Linked DNA regions of Mus musculus: all the other regions are linked to region 2. The links are chromatin contacts, called in public Hi-C and HiCAR-type maps. All regions are on one chromosome and are shown on one strand. The core of a region is the stretch at or near the end of the contact, and the rest is flanking DNA. Distances in the headings are between cores, read along the strand shown.

Evidence for each region. A called contact is a pair of places that touch in the nucleus more often than the background predicts. HiCAR-type assays count read pairs that join an accessible place to other places.
Region 1: a HiCAR-type map of PVALB interneurons shows a contact between it and region 2, with 7 times the contacts expected there. The contact joins two enhancer-like sites. A contact is called at or near these places in 3 of 15 datasets of contacts at CTCF or cohesin (large pre-B cells, pro-B cells and stem cell-derived epiblast-like cells), 11 of 484 Hi-C or Micro-C datasets (CD4 T cells, the HL-1 cell line, Th1 cells and 6 more), 6 of 115 datasets of contacts at active chromatin or transcription factors (PVALB interneurons, embryonic stem cells, kidney and 1 more) and 1 of 9 other capture datasets (embryonic stem cells).
Region 3: a contact with region 2 is called in a HiCAR-type map of astrocytes, with 12 times the contacts expected there. The contact joins two enhancer-like sites. A contact is called at or near these places in 1 of 15 datasets of contacts at CTCF or cohesin (large pre-B cells), 2 of 484 Hi-C or Micro-C datasets (bone marrow-derived macrophages and cortical neurons), 5 of 115 datasets of contacts at active chromatin or transcription factors (astrocytes, embryonic stem cells, fibro-adipogenic progenitors and 1 more) and 1 of 9 other capture datasets (embryonic stem cells).
Region 4: a contact with region 2 is called in a Hi-C map of muscle stem cells, with 2.7 times the contacts expected there. The contact joins two enhancer-like sites. A contact is called at or near these places in 1 of 15 datasets of contacts at CTCF or cohesin (the NIH/3T3 cell line), 15 of 484 Hi-C or Micro-C datasets (CD8 T cells, adipose-derived mesenchymal stem cells, bone marrow-derived macrophages and 9 more) and 1 of 9 other capture datasets (embryonic stem cells).
Region 5: a Hi-C map of uterus shows a contact between it and region 2, with 7 times the contacts expected there. The contact joins two enhancer-like sites. A contact is called at or near these places in 9 of 39 promoter capture datasets (the C10 cell line, cranial neural crest, embryonic stem cells and 6 more), 6 of 15 datasets of contacts at CTCF or cohesin (embryonic stem cells, hippocampal excitatory neurons, large pre-B cells and 2 more), 155 of 484 Hi-C or Micro-C datasets (the 3T3-L1 cell line, 3T3-L1-derived adipocytes, the AML12 cell line and 86 more), 18 of 115 datasets of contacts at active chromatin or transcription factors (CD8 T cells, Th17 cells, astrocytes and 10 more) and 1 of 9 other capture datasets (embryonic stem cells).

Annotation. Positions count from the first base shown.
Region 1 is chr4:56,718,206-56,720,905 of GRCm38.p6, forward strand. No RefSeq gene overlaps it. Among named protein-coding and RNA genes, the nearest start is that of Gm34687, 5.1 kb to the left of the region's middle. Within about 2 kb of position 1,451, at least 14 of the 459 cell types and tissues checked have an H3K27ac peak or open chromatin away from gene starts, as enhancers often do. A contact at or near this core is called in PVALB interneurons and cardiomyocytes, where this site is marked.
Region 2 is chr4:55,513,445-55,516,144 of GRCm38.p6, forward strand. No RefSeq gene overlaps it. Among named protein-coding and RNA genes, the nearest start is that of Klf4, 18 kb to the right of the region's middle. Within about 2 kb of position 1,402, at least 148 of the 459 cell types and tissues checked have an H3K27ac peak or open chromatin away from gene starts, as enhancers often do. A contact at or near this core is called in PVALB interneurons, astrocytes, cardiomyocytes and 4 more, where this site is marked.
Region 3 is chr4:56,643,518-56,646,217 of GRCm38.p6, forward strand. The region is part of intron 6 of Gm34687 (a long non-coding RNA gene); the gene reads right to left. Among named protein-coding and RNA genes, the nearest start is that of Gm26144, 34 kb to the right of the region's middle. Within about 2 kb of position 1,259, at least 130 of the 459 cell types and tissues checked have an H3K27ac peak or open chromatin away from gene starts, as enhancers often do. A contact at or near this core is called in astrocytes, cortical neurons and stem cell-derived neural progenitor cells, where this site is marked.
Region 4 is chr4:56,611,049-56,613,748 of GRCm38.p6, forward strand. No RefSeq gene overlaps it. Among named protein-coding and RNA genes, the nearest start is that of Gm26144, 67 kb to the right of the region's middle. Within about 2 kb of position 1,448, at least 19 of the 459 cell types and tissues checked have an H3K27ac peak or open chromatin away from gene starts, as enhancers often do. A contact at or near this core is called in muscle stem cells, where this site is marked.
Region 5 is chr4:56,680,972-56,683,811 of GRCm38.p6, forward strand. The region is part of intron 5 of Gm34687 (a long non-coding RNA gene); the gene reads right to left. Among named protein-coding and RNA genes, the nearest start is that of Gm26144, 3.4 kb to the left of the region's middle. Within about 2 kb of position 1,405, at least 1 of the 459 cell types and tissues checked has an H3K27ac peak or open chromatin away from gene starts, as enhancers often do. A contact at or near this core is called in uterus, where this site is marked.

The sequences.
Region 1 (2,700 bases), core at 201-2,700, 1.2 Mb after region 2:
AATACTTACAAGGGCTCCTAAGTACCAATTAGTCTATACGAAGGGAAGTCTTCCACAACCCTTTATAGAATCTAGAGACAGACTCTGAAGAGGAGAAGATCCAGCCCCCTGCCTCACCCTGACTCCTTTCAGACCTACCTTCTTCTCCGTCTTTGATCTGGGTCTTTCTTCCACCACTTAGAGCAGTGGTTTTCAACATGTGGGTCTTGACTCCTTGCCAGGGGTGAGGGGTCACCTCTCAGATAGCCTACGTATCAGATACTTAGGTTACAATTTATACCTGTAGCAAAATGACAGGTATAAAGTAGCAACACAAATAATTTTATGGTTGGGGACCATCACAGCATGAAGAACTGTGTCTGAGGAACTGCATTAAAGGATAATAGCATTAGGAAGATTGAGAACCACTGCCCTGTTGTCTTTCAGAAGGACAGATGGAGGTAGAGCGCTATGACAACCACAGTCATATATCAGGACTCAAGTCTGACATACACAGGCACTAGGGCTAGATCCAGGGCTCCCGGGACCTCTGTTGTGACTGTAACTGCCAGACGAGAATGTCTGTCTCTGTTAATTTGACTTAAGCCCATTTAATTACTAACTTGGTGGTTTCTGCTCTCTGCTTAGCTACCCGTCAAGTATGTGGCACTTTTGATAATTTAAGGGTTGGAATTTAGTCTATTTTTGCCATTGAAAATTCAGCCTGGAGCCAGAGTTTCCCTTCTATTTGGGAAGACGAAACAGACGGGACATCAAAGGCAGTCATGCTGTAATTTCATCTTTTCTGATATGTTCAAAGCAGGCCTTTACACACTGGCTGCTTGTGCCACTGGCGGTCTTACTGCACTGTAAATATGAAGTCTGGTTCATTCATATGAATTGCTTCTGTCTTTTTCTGTCCAGCTTTGTCTAAAATATCACCCAGCAGTGTTTTGTGACCCTACTGGGAGACAACTTGGAGAGTTCCCAGAGAATGTGAAGAGTGGGGGTAGAAACCTGGGCTTCTTGCAGCGTCTGAGATCAATCACTAAACACTAGTCTGTGCTGATTTTAGCTGCACTTAGAGATTCTACAACATGCATTCACTCAGACCAGCGCTTACACAGTACCCCACAAATGTGTGTGATAATTCATAGATATACGAACGTCATCAGGGAATATTCATTCTAATGGGCAAACTGAGAGGGGAAGATACCACCTCGGTCCACAAAACCACTAGGAGCAGAGAGTGAAGAACGTGAACCAGGAGTGTGGGGACAAGCAAGCGCGGGTCAACTGAAAAGAAGGCGGAGAATTACTAGGGCATAGGGGGTAGTGAATATTCAAAGGCCCCAGGCTTTACGGCTTTAAGGCTTTAAGGAACAGGAAAATGAGAGCCCACTGTAGGGTTTGAATAGGAGAGCGGCTGAGGACGGTGTGAAGCCAGGAGCTTCAAGGGCAGATGAGAGGGTGCACAGGGAGAGAGTGAGGCATGACCTAAGCCAGCTATTCTGGGATCAGCTAAGGTCACTTGATGACATAAGCATGATAAAAATGACAGCATGAAGGCTAGCGATATGGCTCCGTGCTAGAGAGCTCGGCTAACAGGAAGAAATCCCCAGGCTTGATTTAGCATGAAAGGAAAATAGGCAAATGAAATAATAGTTTTACTAAGCACCAGTTAACTATTTCTCTAGAGTGAGTACTTGCGACCTGAGTCTGTTATATGCAGAGACTTGGGGGCAGCACTTGCCAAAGACAATTTGTCTAAGTGAAGATGGAATTTTGAAAATGACCCATGGACTCCAGTATCCAGCCCTTCACATCACATTGCTTTGCCAGGGCAAAGCAGTTATCACATCAGCTGTCGGACAAGGACGTATCCTGCACACTGTAAAGCACCGTGCAAATGTAGTCACTGATAACAGTTTTGGGCCAGGTCTCCCTCCCAAACAGGAGGTTATTCTTCCTTGAATCTTGACAGTACAACCATAAGTGTTTCTTCCTAGGCTCAGAGCCACAAGCCAAAACAAACAAACAAACAACAATAACAAAAAAACCTGTGGGAGACAGAAATCACTCTCAGGATGAAAGGAAAGGAAGTCTGGGCTCTCATGAGTCACCCTGAGGGACAGAAGGATCTGAAAATCAAACCAGAGACCCCTTCTGAATGCTTAGCCTGTGCTGGCACCTTCTGGTGCTCAGGGTGGATATGCCAGCTTGACTTCATGCAGGGATGTTCCCTTGTAGAACAAAAGCCCTACGGTAGGTAGTCTTGTGTGTGGACAGGCTGGATCAAGGTTGGGGGGCTTTGCATCTGGAAGTCTTCTCTTATCTGAGACGATGTTGTGTCTTTAGAAAAACCTCCAGCCCAGAATCTGATCAGAGTAACCACCGCAGAGAACTTCTTGTGGATGTGAGACACTCTTACAACCTCCCACGCCTTCCTTGGAAGCAGTACCTCACGCACGCCTGCAAGATAACAAACTCCTTACTTTAGAGGTTGCAGGCGGCTGGAGGATATTTGATCAGACCAGAATCACGAAACTGACTGATTAAATAACAACCCTAATTAAGGACCGAAATTCAGTCTGATGTATATATAGTCTTTCTTGCAGAAGCAGGTTGTTTTCAAGTCCAAAGCCCAGTGCACTCGTGTGGTGCTTTGTGTTCCACTCTGAGTTTTCTTCTCATTGACTGATGGGTTGATGGCTGCTGTAC
Region 2 (2,700 bases), core at 152-2,651:
AAAGAAGCAGAAGCAAACAAACACATAAAAACTCCTAATAGATTTCCATGGTGACTCTTGTCTCCGTTCACGCTGACTGTTGAATTAGATGCCCCAGAACAGGACTGAAAAAGAACATGTCCAAGAAGACCCATTCCCCCCTCTCTAGGCAAAGTGCCAACCTTTAGCGAGAGCACACAAGTGGCAGGTGTCCCAGGAGGTATCCTCTGATAAAGTCAAAGTCTGGGAAAGGGCGTGAAGGCAAGCTCTCCCCAATCCACCAAATCTGCACACTGCTCCATTCCAGCGGGAACTAGTAACTCACCCTGAGAGATGTGCCTGCTGTACTGGGTCCAAGGGAAGTTATAGGATAAAGACCTCTGGCAACTGGTAAGTCTGTGTACACTAACACTTTCTAACACGATCACTTCAGAAAGAATGTGAGATGTGTGTGGGAGAGGTGTTAAGGAGAAATGAGAGCACATGGTCCCAGTAGTCCGAGCTTCCTACATGGGCTGAGATGTGGCTTAGTGGGTACTTTCTTCCCTCTTAAGTGTCTGAGAACACAGTAGCACACGTTGTCTGAGATGACACACACACACTAAATAAGGAAAGAAATGGGGAAAATTAAGTTGTACTCTGACCTTATTACAGGAGCTGCAGCATATAAGCCACCGCCCCAACTCCACTTAAAAACCTAGTTTTCTGCATTGCAAGCTGCCTGAGTGAGCAAACATGACTGCCACAGGCAAAGATCTATAGACCGCTGAGCATCTGCTATGTGTTGTCAAAAAAGGACCCTGGATCTGCTGGTTGACTGTGTGAGGAGTAAAGTCTCTCTTTGCACCTGTTTTGTGTGTGTGTGTGTGTGTGTGTGTGTGTGTGTGTGTGTGTGTGTGTGTGTGTAGTACTGTTGCTCTTGGGCCCTGACAGCTGATGTCACAGCTAGGGGCTTTGCATTTCTTACTTGGGAAGCAGATAAGATCATTACTATTTTGCAACGAGGAAATGAAGTTCAGAGAGAAGACAGTTGAGTTTACAGCCACAGGTGACAGTATCCCACCTGGGCAGTCGGATTTCTTCTCTGTGGGAAGGTAAATGAGGGGGGTTGTAGCTCTGCTGTCCAAGACCTACGTAGCATGCACAAAATCCTGTCTTTAATCCTTGGTACCAAAACGATAAGAAACAAACCCAGAACCCTGTCCTCGTCTGCAGCCCACCCACTCCTTCTCTGAAATGATCGTACGACCTCCCAGTATTCATCCGCCAAGAAGAGGCCTGGGAATCAAGTTTCAGGAGCCCCAAACCAAGTACTGATGAGAGTCAAAATGAGAAATCCCGTACAAGAGTCAGTCTAGGGCTTGGGTCTAGGCTCTCCCTCCTGCGGCCGCGTTACTGCAAGAGGACCGGCGGGAGGCGCTGCAGACCGCGCCGCACCCGCCTCCAGCTCAAGCCCTCAGGCCTCCCGGGCACCGGGGCCGCCCAAGAGCGTCGCGGACTCTGGGCGATCGGCTCTTCCGCCAGCCACACCCTACGATCTTCCATTCCACCTCCTCTTGGAGAGGAACAGGGACGCTAAGGAGTTCTTCCGGGCGTGGCAGGGGACCTGGAATACGTTGGTGCGCTCCGGCAGAGCGAGAACTGCCCTCAGCGGGGACTCCAGGCGGAGCCCGATGCTCACTGGGTCGCGCATGCGCCGCTTTCCAGTCCAGTCCCAAGTCTCCTCCGCCAGCTGTAGCGGAGCGGCTCGCACCGCATCCCACCCCACAGGGAACCCTATTTCCGACTTTGAATCCCAAAGTGGATAGGCTGGTTCTGGGCTTGCATTGCAGCCAGCAGAAGCCCAGGCAACTGACACTCCAGTCTCCGGGGTGGGGACCCTGGTCGTCTCTGCTGATTCCCCCAAAGCTAATTGCCTCAGGAGAAGCACGTAGACCATCCAGGTGCTGGGCAGAGAGGAAAGGTGTTTCTGAGAGTTAGCTTATAATAATACATCAGCATGCACGTTGGATTTCCATTTTCGCTTTTTCATAGCTTTCCAATCCCCAAGGACTCTGTAGAAATTCAGGTGTGTGATTGTTATGTGTGTGCCACAGATAGCGATGGAAGAACTGCCCAGAACTTGTTGACATTCATTAAAATACAAGCTAACATCCTCACACGTTTTAGACCTACAGTATTAGGAACAACTCATCATGGCAAAGTTACTCGCCCAACATCTGTTCATTCCAATGGGAGGGTTTCTTTCCTGCCAAGAATTTTATGAATTTTATATAGGAGCTTGGTCCTGTTTGGGGAAGGTAGAGAAAGCCTGCCAAAGCGGCCTGGAAGAACTAAGGGATGATTCGCTTGTGACTTTGAAAAGGCTCTTGACGCTGGGAAAGTCGCCCTTCGGAAGAACACAGAAAAACAAAATCCCAAACAAGTGGCACGTGACCAGAAACAGCAGAGCAAGGTCAAGGCCCAGAGTCTGGCCGACCCACACGATTCTGTTCTAGCTTTGTTCAGAGAGGGTCTAATCCTTTGTGGAGAGAGGGAGGGTATTATGGGCCTGAAACCCAAACAACTCCTATCTGGGGATGCTGCAAGCTCCTTTCATTTCACACAGACCAGATAGGAGTAATCGTTCATCACCCAAACTCCTGTTAATCTCTGCATCTCCAATCCATTGTCTTCTCAATTGGAGTCTGCTGACTGGAAAGTTTATCTCCCGAAACCCAT
Region 3 (2,700 bases), core at 9-2,508, 1.1 Mb after region 2:
GAAGCAGAGAATATTCTGGGCTGGGAAAAGAGGAATTGTGGATCATAGAGATGCTGAGGAGGGTTGAGCTAAAAAAAAAAAAAAATTAAGCAAAGCATAGCTACTGGAGGCACACACTCAGCTCAAGGCAAGGCCCCAAGGGGAACAAACATTCTCTGTGCCATAAAGGACAGAGGATGGCAGAAGAGACATTTGGAAGGCAGCCAGAGCACCTGCCACCATGTGACACATGTAGGAATAAGAGACTTCCCCGGAGGCTACCAGATCCTAGGTGGGACTAAGGCTCAAACTTTGAAAAAGGTCTAGGAGACCAAATGTTTAGTTGGAATATAAGTGTGGCACCAAATGAAGACCTCCAAGAGCCTATGGCTGCATTCTGAGTTAAGAGAGGTTAGACCCTATGCAGAAGACAGAAGAAAAAAGGTCTATGATTCGTCCCAGGAGAAGCTGTAATGGCAGGGACAGGGTTTGTTTGGCCTCACAGGATATCCTAACCAAGCAACAGCAGCATCCAGCCTCTGAGAATGACGTCCTCTGCTCGTTCCTGCCCTTCCCTGAGTGTGTCTGGGCATGTTAAAACCGTGACGTGAGCTACTTGCCACACGCAAGAAGTGAGGTAACGGGAAGAAGAAACCATGCCCGTCAGACCGGAGTCCTCAGCACAGTTACTTAAAGCATTGCTGGTCATCAAACTAACAGGCCACTGGTCACCATGGTAACAGCAATCAAAACACCAATTCCTGCTTTCCTGAGCTGGTGTTGAATGACGATTGTGCTGCACAGAGGAGCAACTTAATCCCTCAGTGCACAATAAACAGAGTTGCCAGCTCCAGCCTCGTAGAAGATGGAGAAAAATAACTTGCGAGCGGACAAAGTACATTTCTCAGGGTGGATGCATGATTCGAGCCAAGAACTCAAGGAGGGAATCTTTTTGCTCAGCTTGAAGTCATTGCTGTCTCTGAGCCGCTTCCCCCACCCATCACAGTTTTTAGGGAGGGAGACTGTTACGACTGCTTAAGAAACATGATGAATTTGTTTTAAACCCCAGATATGTGCATCTCTAGCCTTCCTGGCAAAATTCAGACAAAAATTTAATGACGGCTGTGAAATACTCACATTCGAAGTAGATCTGATAATTTTCCTTTATGTCACCAAGGCAACACAGAATTCATCTTCATCTCTTTGGAGGATAGTGATCCTCTCCAAATGCCTGATGCAAGCGTGAAACACAAGCCTCCCCCTCCTTTTGTTCCACCCCTACAGCCGAGTGAAGCCAAAATCCCTGGATCTAGGCCCATTGGCTGCCAAGTCACAGCTGTCTTGGGTTTCCTCACTCCAAGGTCACTGGGCAAAATCGTAGAGACCCTGGGATGCACCATAAATCCAATTCCTCTTTTCAAAGCCTATTTCCTTCTCTTCTCCTATAAGAGTCTCAGAGAGGTACATTCTAATACAACAAAGTACACAAGGAATCCTGCTTTAATTCCCTTCTCCACTCTATTCCATCAGCAGATCAAGGGCCCAAGACTGGCAGATGCCAGTTGCTACATCTCACTCCAGATCTGCATGGAGAATGGAGTAAGTGGCTGGGTAGACACCAGTCTGAATGCCCTGTGGTCAGCTGTGTACCTTTGGACTAGCCAGTTCTGGTCAAGGGCAGAAGCCATTTGGAACCCACAGAGCTATCCAATCCCAAGTCCAGTGATTCACTGAGTCTCTCAAGAAACCACAGTCTTCCTTGAACTATGACACGGTGTAACCTTTGGTTGTGAGTGTTTTGCCACAGTTTGTTTCTCTAACTTTAGCACAGAGATAGTATCCTGTGCAGAGGTGTAATCGCTGTGTACCTACTCCTTGGCAGCTATTACGTTTCTCTGGCTATAAAAGCCTAAATCAAAACATAGTCTCTGTGGAGTTCCAATTTTTCTAGGTGTATAATGAGTCTACCTCATAGGATCACTGAGTGAATTTAAAATACAAGATGTGAGCCAGAGGGAAAGACCATCAGCTAAAGGTAGAGCTACCAAGCCTCATGACCTGTGTTTGAATCCCAGGAGCCACATGGTAGAAATGGAGAATCAATTCCCACACATTGTCTTCTGACCTCCCCACATGTACTGTAATGTAGTCACACACAAATAGTAATATTAAACAGGCTGAGCAAGTTATGTTGGGTGTGTGTGTGTGTGTGTGTGTGTGTGTGTCTGTGTGTCTGTGTGTCTGTGTGTCTGTGTGTCTGTGTGTCTGTGTGTCTGTGTATGTGTGTCTGTGTGTCTGTGTGAGTGTGTATGTGTAACAATGACAATTATGAGAAAAGAGCCCATGAATTTGAAAGGGAACCAGAGGAAAACATGGTAGGGATTAAAGAGAGGGAAAGGAAGGGAGAAATTACATAATTATATTTTGACTTTAAATAATAATAATAGCCGGGTGGTAGTTGGCGCACGCCTTTAATCCCAGCACTTGGGAGGCAGAGGCAGGCAGATTTCTGAGTCCAAGGCCATCCTGGTCTACAGAGTGAGTTCCAGGACAGCCAGGGCTACACAGAGAAACCCTGTCTTAAAAAACAAAAATTAATAATAACAATAATAATAATAATAATAAACAACTGTGGGAGCAAAGTCAGTACCCCAGACCTTTGATACTAATTTTAAGTCCAGGCTTTACAATGTACCAGCTCAGAGACTCCAAACTTATAAC
Region 4 (2,700 bases), core at 198-2,697, 1.1 Mb after region 2:
GTTTAGAAAACACTACCAAAGGTGGTCTTCTCTTTAACCATCCATTCCATTAACTCATTCAACAAATATTTATTGAGCATCTACTCCCTAATAGCTTTGCCACCAGATGACAGGCATACAGGACTGAATAAAAGTGGCACTGGTTTTTGTCCATGCAGACATGGGATTTGGTGACCACTTTTGAACATAAACCCACAAAGGAGTTTTAAACATATCCTTATTCCTGGCAAGTAGGAGAGTATAGAGTCCCACAACCCTGCACAGCATTTAGTAAACCTTGGGATTACTCTGGGTGACAAAACAACAGAAACGGAGTGAGGATTGCGTGACGTCACCCTACATTTTCACAGTCCCTTAGACCACCCTAGCACACTTTGCCCACTTGTTTATTTACATTGCCATTTTTCCCAACCAAAATCCGGAGCTCCTTGAGACCAGGCTTTCCAAGGCTCAGCCTGGCACCTGTGGCTTACTCAGTAGTTGCTGAATGAAGGCAAGAAGGGTTAAACCCCAAATAGCCTGATAGCTTACCCAGTGCTCTTAGAGACCGTAGAATGTCTGAGACAACCCTGGCCTGGGGAAAGGGTCCTTGTCTGTCCACAGCCCATGTCAGCAGAACATCTACAAGCAGAAGCCTAGGTGACTTCCCAGTTTCCCTCAAGGAAGTTGCCTCTCTCCGGAAGTCCTGCCCTATGGGTTGGAGGAGGGCAGGAGAAATTGCAATGGAAGGACAAGAGCTTCTGTCTGGGGCTTGGGGACATACAGGGTAGTGCTAGCCCCTCCCCAGGAACATTGCCCAGATGATATTAGCAATAAGCAACCCAGAGTTTTCTCAACTGGAAACCCCAGGACAGCCTGAAAGGGGCAGGTTTGGCCTGGTTTAGACACTGGCTGGACTTTAGCCAGACTATGTGCTTACTTGGGAAGGAAAAGCCTAAAGCATGAAAAAGCATTCTGCATGCTGAAAGCACGTTACCCAAGAGCAACATCGAAATGAGGGTTTCAGGTCACATTTCAACTTTCAAGGAATTAAACCCCTGCTGAGTCTGTCTATAGCGTTTGTATTTTGTTTGGTGACTTGCATTTAAAAACACCGTTTGTGGAAGAGGGAGTTTGGAGATAAAATGAAAGTGAGGACACTCAGGGGCTATAGGAAGGCCCTAAGAAAAGGAGGAGTAAGGGGGGGGGGGAGAATAAGAGGAGAGAGGAAGAGAAAGAGTAGGAGACTCAAGAACAACAATGCAGGGAAGAGGAGGAGGAATAGAGGAGGACCTGGAACAGGAGAAGGAGAATTAAGAGGAGGAAGAGGGGAATGGAGGAAGAGAGAGGGGGAGGAGCAGGAAGAGGAGGAAGGCTTGGAAGGGCTTCACATGTGAGACACCAGTGAGCACCTCCTGATGAACAAGCTTTTCCGCTTGTGTCCCAAAAGAATATCCCAGGAGGCAACGACAGCTGATACCCCAGAAGCCAGAAGCTGATGTCAGCTCAACTGGCAGCTTGCCTGTGACAGTGCCCGAGCAAGACTGACTCTTGCCCTTGGTTTTCAAAAGCCTCTTAGACAAAGCACAGATAAATAATTTAGGGGCTCATAGCCTGTGCATGAAGGGAAGAGGAACGGGGGAAGATGAGCACCCCAGCTCAGCTACCTACCTGTTGCTACCCAGGGTAGGAACCACACAGCAGAAGCAATTCTTTGGGAAGCCATGACGCCACTAAAGGCTCAGGCTTCTCCTCGCAAGGTGACTTGGGGCTCTGGAAATAGGTCTGGACTTATGAGAGGGCAGGGAACCTTCCAGAAATTCATTAGGTATTCTGAACAAGAGGAAGTACCAGGAAATAAAAGCAGAAAGTTCCTTGGAGGTCAGATCATGATCAGTCCACTGCTTGCTTAAGTCAGACACCCTTTAGCCTTTGAGGTCAGGAACGTTTGTGAATCTGAACAAGGATTCCCTCCTAGAAAACTCTATCTCTGTCCTTCTCTGTGTGTGCCTTTCTCTCTCTCTCTCTCTCTCTCACTGAATCAATGCTTTCAGATCCCTGGATATGTGTCCATACTCTAAACAGAAATAAAATATGCCAGACACAGAAACAGAAATGCCACATGATCCTGCTTACATGAGGAACTTATGAAATCAAATACAGATATGCAGACACAGAGAGGATGATAGTGATCACACAAGTGGAAAATGGAGTCACATGTTAGTCAAAAGTCAATGTTGCATGAATGCAAGATGGGTGAATATAGGGCTCTAACATCGAGCAATATGACAGTGATAGTTTTCTACACTGGAAATTTGCTTTTTTTTAAAAAAGTAGGATTTTGGAGGTTGAACCTCAAAAATAAATGGTTAGAGATAGATGTGTTACATAGCTTGAGTATAGGAGTCAACTCACAGTGTATATGTATGTCAAAGCATCATGTCCCATACCCCAATGTTTTTAAGAAAAGTGCCAGGGGAAGAGAAGGTAGGAGTCTTCATTTGAAGCCAAACAGACTTTGACATGAGACCCTGCTCAGGCTCTTATTAACTGTCTGAAGTTAGGCTAGTTGGATCATGGCTGAATGGATAACAGTACTATAGACTGCAATCCCTGTCTGAAATATCTGGGACCAGAAGTATTCAGGAGTTTGGACTTTTCCATGTTTAGGAATATTTGCATATATACTGAGATGTCTTGGGGACGGGACCAATTATTAAA
Region 5 (2,840 bases), core at 155-2,654, 1.2 Mb after region 2:
AATTTAAACAAACAAACAGAATGAATGTCCGCACATAGAAAAGTGAACTAGATCACAACCTCTCACCTGTACAAAATCAGCTCCAGATGTGAGACCCAAAATACTCCAGAAAGGAGGGAAGTGTAGGGGAAATGCTTCAAAATACAGGCACAGGCAAGGACTCTTTAAATGGGTTTTCAGTCACTCAGAAAAGTACGGTACCAACTGACAGTCAGACCCTCAGAAGATCAAACTGCAGAGCTTAGGAGGCGGTCGGGTGAAGAGACAATGACTGAATCAGAAAGGAAACCTTTGCTAGCGAGCAGGAGCCTGCATGTGCCCACTTCCCCTATCCCCAGTTCATAAGCCCGGTGACTCAGAGGATGGCAAGGCCTGCCTCTGGTCTGAGTGCAAATGCCTGCAGTGTGTGCAGAAGCTAGTAACTACAGCTTCCTCCTGCTGTGTGTTTACAGCCTGGGACTGCTCGCCTACAGAAACCTCCTATAGTCCAGCTAGCCCCACGCCCTATGCTGGGCATAATAAAAACCGAGGTCCCAGAGTGCAGTTGTGTTATTGACACAGTTCCACTAAGGTTCACACAGCCTGTCTGATAGAAGCTTTTCAGTGACCCTGTGTCTCTCATCTCCATCCCTCACTCTTCCTTCTTCTCGGGACACATGGCCTAAGACACTTCTTCTTCTAAAAAAAAAAAAAAAAATCTATTTATTTACTTACTTATTTATTTGTGTACACTGTAGCTGTCTTCAGACACACCAGAAGAGGGCAGCCCATTCACGTTTCCACACTAGGCCATGTTGGACGTGGCAGATTATTAACTCTGAGGGAGACAAGTGCTTACTAACACACAGTTGTGGGAATGGCAGTGTAGCTCAGTGGTAGAGCAAATGGTTAGTATGCACAAAGCACTGGGTTCAATGCCTGTGATGGCGAAGGAGAAGAATTCAATGCTACCATGACTGCATCTCGTGTTGCTTTGCTTAAATGTGTGGTCAGGCCCCCCTGTACACTGGGGACATTGCCGCAGATGTTGCCCTGTCTCCAGGACTGTTCCATCTCTGCCCACTGGGGCCTTGTTTTATACTCATGTGCAGGTTTGCATGGCTGGTCCTCACATGGCAGAACCCACAGACACCCCACACCCCACTCACCCCCACCCCCATTAAAAGCTGAGCCTAGCGGTGGCTTACAGAACTGTGGATCTGTCCACCAGTCTGGGTACTAACTCAGAAAAGCACAAGTTTTCCCTTTTTCTTTTTCCTTTTTCTTTTTTCTTTTCTCTTTCCTTATGATATAGGCCAAAGCCTCTGACACTTGGGGCTTCCCTTCCTCCAGAGCACCCTGCTCTTTCCCTACACAGATGCTTGGCCTGCCGCCATTTTGCTAACCTTCATGCCTAACTCATAAGCATGACTTTCTCTCGTCCTCCCTTCTCCCCGTCTCTCCCCCAGCAGCTGCTGAGACTTAAAGCATGCCTGCCCTGTTGTTGTTTTTCTCTGAGACTCTAATAAAATTGTCCATGAGCTTCCAAAAACAAAATTGAGCCTAAGTGAATTTGTGTGTTATTTTCATTAAGGATCCTTTGAAACGTCTGGGCTATGAACATCCGAGTTGGCCATCCATTCATGGTGGGGGATAAGAAAACAGACACTTTGCACATGTCACGGGTGGCTTAGTGCATATGCACCACTGATGACTATCTTGCTCAGAGTGAACTCTCCAGTCCAGGTAGCCCTGGAGAAGAACAAGGGTGAGACCTGCAAATGCTGACATGACCTGTGTTTCAGAAGTGTCTTAGCAGGGCTGGAGAGATGACTCAGCGGTTAAGAGCACTGACTGCTCTTTCAGAGGTCCTGAGTTCAATTCCCAGCAAACACATGTTGGCTCACAACCATCTGTAATGGGATCCGATGCCCTCTTCTGGTGTGTCTGAAGACAGCTACCGTGTATACACATAAATAAATAAATAAATAAATAAATAAATAAATAAATAAATCTAGAAGAAGAAAAAGGAGAAGGAGGAGGAGGAGGAGGAGGAGGAGGAGGTGGTGGTGGTGGTGGTGGTGGTGTCTTAGGCCATGTGTCCCGAGAAGAAGGAAGAGCAAGGACTGAAGATGAGAGAGGCAAAGACATCATAAGTCTCGCCATCATGGCTGACCACGTGACCCAAGGGATAAGACTAAGCTCAGGGTGACTGCCACAGTTTCTCTTCACACACACACACACACACACACACACACACACACACACACACACATACACACACACACACACACCACAAAGCCTGCTGGCTGGAGGGAAAAAACCCATAAAGTTTTGGGGGTGTCTCCTGTCTTCCCAGACCACCAGCACAGCTCATCCTGTCTTCACTTCCAATTGTTTGTGGTCCTAGGCTCATAAACTCCAGGATTCCTGTTACACTTCAGCATGCCACAGTTTGCTAGGAAGCAATGATTGAGCTCCTACTGTATACCAGCTGCAACTCTAAGCCCCTGAAACCCTACTTTGTCAAAACTGCTGCTGGGTATACCTCCCTAGAATGTCATCCATGCCCTGCCTACCAGGTTGGCAGCCTCAGCCTGCACAGCTCACACTGGAGATGGCATTTTTAGGACAGGTTCCTATGCTCCATTGTGGGGGGAAGGACTTATAAATGAAACTAAAAGCCAGGGCCAAGCCTAGAGACACACGCTGGGTCACCATGAAGCTGTTGTATGGCATTGTGCCAATCTTTACTGCCAGCAGAGATGGTCACATGAAGATGTCCACCAGAGTAACTCACCTGGGCTGTGTGCTGTGTTTCAAGCACTCCCCCACTCACAATCCTCCCCAAAGACAGGCAG